Regions from separate parts of the Drosophila melanogaster genome. Here region 2 is linked to region 1. Evidence: chromatin contacts called from public Hi-C data. All regions are on one chromosome and are shown on one strand. Each heading gives the region's core, a stretch centred on a gene start, on an enhancer-like site or on the middle of the called end of the contact. The rest is flanking DNA. Distances are from core to core; before and after follow the strand shown. Region 1 holds the start of jub (Ajuba LIM protein). Region 2 holds the start of CG42271.

Evidence for each region. Hi-C and Micro-C count contacts between places; a contact is called where the count stands out from the background.
Region 2: a Hi-C map of the Kc167 cell line shows a contact between it and region 1, with 2.6 times the contacts expected there. The contact joins the promoter of CG42271 here to the promoter of jub in region 1. A contact is called at or near these places in 17 of 107 Hi-C or Micro-C datasets (the D17-c3 cell line, the Kc167 cell line, the OSC cell line and 6 more) and 2 of 6 datasets of contacts at active chromatin or transcription factors (both in the Kc167 cell line).

Annotation. Positions count from the first base shown.
Region 1 is chrX:13,829,049-13,832,483 of dm6, reverse strand. It overlaps jub (Ajuba LIM protein), which reads left to right and starts at 2,167. Exons shown (of 6, transcript NM_001298303.1): 1 at 2,167-3,435. The coding sequence starts at 2,474. It overlaps AMPdeam (AMP deaminase), which reads left to right. Exons shown (of 9, transcript NM_001258730.2): 5 at 1-267; 6 at 328-782; 7 at 850-1,144; 8 at 1,206-1,316; 9 at 1,384-1,743.
Region 2 is chrX:14,232,506-14,235,939 of dm6, reverse strand. It overlaps CG42271, which reads left to right and starts at 1,874. Exons shown (of 9, transcript NM_206711.3): 1 at 1,874-2,168; 2 at 2,381-2,519; 3 at 2,677-2,835; 4 at 2,900-3,199. The coding sequence starts at 2,399. It overlaps Fbxl4 (F box and leucine-rich-repeat gene 4), which reads left to right. Exons shown (of 10, transcript NM_132723.3): 4 at 1-107; 5 at 170-279; 6 at 332-496; 7 at 563-728; 8 at 790-981; 9 at 1,046-1,115; 10 at 1,178-1,527. The coding sequence ends at 1,243.

The DNA of each region.
Region 1 (3,435 bases), core at 918-3,417:
AAAAAGACGCTGAAGAACAACGCCAACGAGGTGGTCACCGTCACCAATGGCCAGCAAATGACACTGGCCCAGGTGTTCCAGTCGATGAACCTGACCACCTACGACCTGACCGTCGACATGTTGGACGTCCATGCCGATCGCAACACGTTCCATCGCTTCGACAAGTTTAACTCCAAGTACAATCCCATCGGGGAGTCGCGGCTCAGGGAAGTCTTCCTGAAGACGGACAACTATCTGAATGGCAAATACTTTGCACAGATCATAAAGGTGGTTATCAATTCACAACTGAATACGATTATAAACTAATTCTTCCGTTTTTCTTGCCAGGAAGTGGCCTTCGATCTGGAGGAGTCCAAGTACCAGAACGCCGAGCTGCGTCTCTCCATCTATGGCAAGTCGCCGGATGAGTGGTACAAACTGGCCAAGTGGGCCATCGACAATGATGTGTACAGCTCGAACATTCGCTGGCTGATCCAGATACCCCGTCTCTTCGACATCTTCAAGTCGAACAAGATGATGAAGTCATTCCAGGAGATCTTGAACAACATATTCCTGCCGCTCTTCGAGGCGACAGCCCGACCCAGTAAGCATCCCGAGTTGCATCGCTTTCTGCAGTACGTGATCGGATTCGATTCGGTGGACGATGAGTCCAAGCCGGAGAATCCGCTCTTCGACAACGATGTGCCACGTCCGGAGGAGTGGACCTACGAGGAGAATCCGCCCTATGCCTACTATATCTACTATATGTACGCCAACATGACGGTGCTGAACAAGTTTAGACAGTGCGTAGAAGTATATTGATATGTATATATATCATTGATTAACCCACTGTTACCTTTGATACATCAGATCTCGCAATATGAACACCTTTGTGCTGCGGCCCCATTGCGGCGAGGCTGGACCCGTGCAGCATCTGGTTTGCGGCTTCCTCATGGCCGAGAACATCTCCCACGGCCTCCTGTTGCGCAAAGTGCCCGTGCTGCAGTATCTGTATTATCTGACCCAGATTGGCATCGCCATGTCGCCGCTGTCGAACAACTCCCTGTTCCTCAACTATCATCGCAATCCGCTGCCAGAGTATTTGGCCCGTGGCCTCATCATTTCCCTCTCCACGGATGATCCCTTGCAATTCCACTTCACCAAGGTGGGCTAGACAATATATGCTTTAATATTCAGCATTAAATTAACCCATGTCCGCTTTTCAGGAACCCCTCATGGAGGAGTACAGCATTGCGGCACAGGTGTGGAAGCTCAGCTCATGCGACATGTGCGAGCTGGCCAGGAACAGTGTGATGATGAGCGGATTCCCACATGCCGTGAGTTCCAAGCATGCTTTCTGCTTTATGTTCGGACAAATGATTCCAATTCCGATTTCATCCACAGATCAAACAGCAGTGGCTGGGACCCATCTATTACGAGGACGGTATCATGGGCAACGACATCACGCGCACCAATGTGCCAGAGATCCGTGTGGCCTATCGCTATGAGACACTGCTGGACGAGCTGTCCAACATCTTCAAGGTGAACCAGACGTGCTCCATTGCAGACATGAACGCCACATAGTCTGGTCCATGCGGTACATCTGCTCCATCGCGTTGTTGTGGCTTCCTATGCTAACTTAATGCAAATTACGCAGATATATACGCTAGTTATATACATAATTTAAATGTTTCTGTACTAACCAAAATGTAAACGCGGCAGACCAAAACCTTTAAATATACAAAACTTGTACACGAAACTTCCATTCATTCAACTTTTATTTAAAAATAATCATAAGGTAAATAATATATAAATATAAATAATAATATATTTCGAGCTATGGGATCTAAAATTGTAGTTTTGGCTAACCTTTTGGGTTCAAAAGTAAAAATAGTGGATATAAGTTAAAAACTCAAGAAGAGTAATATTAAAATTTCAATGTTTGAAATTTAGACCTCAAATATTTCAAAATCCCGACTTTAAATGGATTAAAATTATTGCAAGCTAAAAAAATAACTAAGTGGAATTGTAATTAAATTTACAATTTTAAATAATAACGTTGCTAGATTAAAAAAAAAAAAACAATGTAATGCAATGCAATATGTATTTGATATTTTAGAGTGGCCCTTTTGAGCTGCAGTATATTTTGTGGTATATTCGCCTGCCTGCCGGACAGTATATTATAAACGTAACCCGCGGCGGTCACACTTAACTGTACGAATTTTTTGATATTCCAATGCAGGCGCACAAAGAAAATGCAGAAAAGCTGATAGAATAAAGGAAAAGCCGACTGACTGATTGCCAACTAGCCGAGCACAGTTAGCTAAGGTCTTTTCCGACCGGGAAAAGCGAGCCAATCGTTGATTTCGGGGCGGCGTCCCCCCCGCAGAGCGAGACAGCAAGTGTGGCGAGGGAGTAGGAGAGACGGAAGAAGAAGACGATAAGGAGGAGGAGCAGGATCTGGTGGATAAATATACATATATCAAAAGACAGAATGACCACCCAGCGGACGCAGACGCAGGCGAGGAATCCCGGCAACTCCGATTCCGACTATGAGACACTGATGCAGCGTCTTCACATCGGTGGGGGAGGTGGTGCTGGTGTTGGAGGAGGGGGCGGCAGTGGTGGCCCTGGAGACGGGGGCGTGGCCATGCGAAGCTACCAGCGCTCACCGGGCGCCATTGAGAACTACCTGCAGGAAAGTCAGCAGCAACAGCAGCAACATCAGATGCAGCAAATGCAGCAACTCCATCACAATCAGGACTATAAGCTGTACGAGCGCGGCAACATCATTGCCGCCTCCAAATACGCCACGCCCCGTCCGGTGGAGCAGATACAGCACACGCACAACGGAAGTGCACAAATCTATGCACCGACCGCACAGATTCTGGGCCAGCGGATTGCACCGCAGAAGCATTCGCCGGTATATGAGAACTTGGAGTTCTACGGTCAATTCGATTCAAACCACAAGAGGGCTCAGCCTCAAAGTCCCGGGAGCAGGCAGAGCGCCATATTGAACGGCTATCTGCTGATGCAGCCCATTCGGGCTGGGCGCTTTGCACACACGCCGGTGCCAGAGAATCAAGGATCTGCATCGTTGGGAACGACCAGAGCAGCAGGAGGACCACCACCACCATCGGGACGTTCTGCTGCTTTGGGTCCAACTGGCGATCTGGAGGAGCATGCTGCGCCCATATACGAGAACATCATTCCACACTCTGGCCAGCGGGCACAGCCACAGGCCTCGCCGGCCACCGCCACCATGTATCAGGAGATGCAGCCCACGTCCAACTCCTCAGGCAGTTCGTCCACCGCCGGTCTGGATCTCAATGCGCTGCTGGCCTCGCCCATGCACCAGCGAAGCATTAGCAGCAACACGGCCAGTTCTAGCTCCTTGGGATCGCCAACGCAACGATATAGGAATCTATCGTTACCTAGCCACCTAAGTCCCGTACC
Region 2 (3,434 bases), core at 625-3,124, 400 kb before region 1:
AGCTCGGAGCTGTTGTGCACGTTGGCGCGTCGGGCCACCATGTTGCGCAAGTTGGATTTGTCCTGGTGCGGCGGCTTTGGCAATGTCTCGCCCACCGAGTTCAAGAAGTGGTTACATGCTAGCAAATCATACTGAGCTACTAGAACTAAAATTCGAACACTCGTTTCAGATTCCTGACCCAACGCGGCGATAATCTAACCCACCTGCGTCTGAACTCCTGCAAGTTTCTCAATGCCAGCTGCATTGAGAATGTGGGCATTGTCTGTGATAATCTGATAGGTGGGTTTTTCTCGCATCCTTATCGAAGGTTTAACTTAATATTTCGTCGCAGAGTTGAGCCTGCGCAACTGTGCCACTGAACCGCCGCTGTTGAACTTCTCCTGTCTGGCCAATCTCAAGAATCTGGAGCGTCTCGATCTCTTTCAAACGTACTTCGAAACGGAACTGCTGCTCAGCATGCTCGAGGGCAATCGCAAGCTAAAGCATCTGAATCTGGGTGAGCTTCTAGATAGCTTCAGTTTTGTTGCGTTTAACCAATTGCATTTGATGCCCATTGCTCAAGCATTTTGTGGTGTCTCGGTGAACATGGACAATGTGGCCGCCCATTTGGCCACGTACAATACGCAGCTGATCTCGCTGGATTTGTGGAAGGCGCACTTTCTGTCGTCCAGAGGATTGCAATCGCTGGCGCGTCTCCATCAGCTGGAGGAACTGGATCTGGGCTGGTGGTAGGTGTCATGCGCGATGGAATTGCATAATCCTTAAGTTAAACATGTTCTGTTCTTTTAGCATGAGGGAGGCATCGCTCGGAGATGGCCTGTTCCAGCTGCTGTCCAACTGTCCCAAGCTAAAGAAGCTCTTCTTGTCGGCGGTGCGCGGCACCACCGAACGCGATCTCATGCATATTGCCGCGCTGGGCAAGAATCTGGAGCAGCTTGACCTCATGGGCATTCTGAACATAACGCATGAGCGTGTTTATGAGTACGTCTCTCTTCCTTTTTAATCACTTTAAGATCATTAAGCATTCAATTCGATTCGATTTCAGCATTCTGGTCAACTGTCCCAAGCTGCAGTTGCTGGACTTGAGTTTCTGTGACAACATCATGGATCGGGATGTGAGTAGATGTTCGATGGAATTGCACCTTCTATTCCTTAGCTAATTCCATTTGTTACTCAGTTCGATTTGCTGGCGGAATGGTCGCGACAATTTAAAGTGGACATCAAGAGCAGTCGACGTCACTGAACCGGAAACGGAAATGGCGTAATTGAAACCGGAAATGGGACAATCCAGTCCTTGTAGCTACACTAATTATGCCTAGTACAATGCTAAGTGTACTTTTAGATCCCACATATTTGTATGTGACATTCTCCCTCTTCATTTATAGTAAAATGTTATATATATATATGCTGTTATGAATATGAAACATTTGATATTAAGCTGGGCGATTTTTTAATCACTTGAACTAATGCTAAGAATTAGAGAATTATAATACAAAAGTTGCGTATAAATGCACTTGTTTATTGATGAAAATTGGTTTGTTTTAATCTATATGGATATTTATTAATTTCATTTGCTTGCATTAACATTTTAAGCAAGAATTACAATTTCTTATTTTGATTATAAGTATACATCGATACTATCGGTAAATTCTGCCAACAGTGTGACCACACTCTTGCATTGCTCAGCGCTAATTTTCCAATTAGAATAATTTTTGTTATAAAGATGCCATCAAATATGAAATAAATAAATATATATATATTTAAATGAAATATTATATAGGTTGCATTACTAAATTTGCATTTCATCGTAACATTGGAAATCAAGAACTTCCATTCGATACTCACGACCGATTTTGCCACCTCCAGCTGTCATCTCCAACTTATTTTCCAATCAGAAACAGTAGCGCAGTGCGCTTATCAAAATTAGCTGTTAAATTCAATTAGTTGCTTGTATTAATTGCAATCGTGGGCAAGGGGATTCACTCGGAGCGACGGATGACCCAGCTCCTGGCCAGGAGTAGCCCGATTGTGAGTGCCAGCGGAGTGCGGGGCGTTTGGCAGCCAGCTGTGCAGCAGCAGCAGCAACAACAACAATAACAACAAAGTAACGAGGTCGCAGGACCAAAAAAAATAAAGGTGGAGAAGGAGGAGAGGGGGAGGAGCAGAAGGTATGTATGTGTGTGTGTGTGTGTGTACCCAGTTAGGGAGCCGCCTCCTCCACCGGCCACGCCCCCTAGCAGCACGTACACATCGTGTAATTGCCGTGAATTATTGATGTGGCCCGAGCATTCGACGCTTTGCGGGCGTGCCCGTCCATCTATGGAGTTGCTAAACGAGTGGTCCGGCCACCAATTGTGTGGCATTTGTGTATATCCATTAGATCCAGCGATAAGCAGCCATGCGCTTTAACAAGCCGGAACTGAACTCCCTGGCCAGCAATCCAGCAACGCGATTCGACAAGGAGGGCCTGCTCATCATCACCGATCGCCAGGAGGGCTTCCTGTGGCGCTCTAGCGAAGGTATTGATTGCACCACTACCATCTGATCACTCGCATCCATGCACATGCATTAGCAAACACACACACAACCGAACAAAACCAACCACCCACCCACCCACACACAACATCCAATCCTGTCCAGGCACTTGGCTTATGCACCTAATTCTACCGCCCACAGTCAGAGTTGAACGTTGGTGTAAACTGCGTGGAAATTTACTGTTCTACCTCAAGGATAAGGACCCCAAGTCAGCGGTGGCCGGCCTCCTGGTGCTGGAGAACTGTCGTGCGCGCATTCAGAATGAGGAGCGTGATTCCGAGGGCTACGTATTCGATTTAGGTAGGCAACAATGCACAATGATGCTATGCTATGATTACTACTACTAAATGCCTATGTGTTGCAGACTTCAAGGACAGCCCATCGGAACGTTTCATTACACGTTCGTCGGCCGAACGCCTGGCCTGGGTGCAGTGCATCGAGCACGCATCCAGCGAGAAGCTAAACGCGCTCATACGCCAGCTAAAGGAACAGATTGTTAGCCAGAGCCGCCAGCCCAGCAGCGGGGCGTCATCCTCCATGGGCAATCACATTGACCTCGGCATGCCGCTGGAGCAGCAAATGCAGGAGCAGCTACAGCTGCACGGCCAGCCGGCGGAGGAGTTGTCCGTGCCCGTGCCCACGGAGGTGGTGGCGCCGTTTGAAGGTGATCTTATACAGTTCTAACCCAAAAAACCAAATAAGAAAATCCAAAATGAAACGCAAACAATCGGAAAACGCGCGGCGGTCGTTGTTGTTTTTTTAGTTTTGTTAACCAAATATTTGGCCATGTCACTGTTCCACCCACTGCACCACATACCTCTCGCTCACTTCCATGCAACCACATCCGGTTTGAGTTCATTCGATTCCAACGCGTCCAACCAAAGACGTTTCAATCGCAA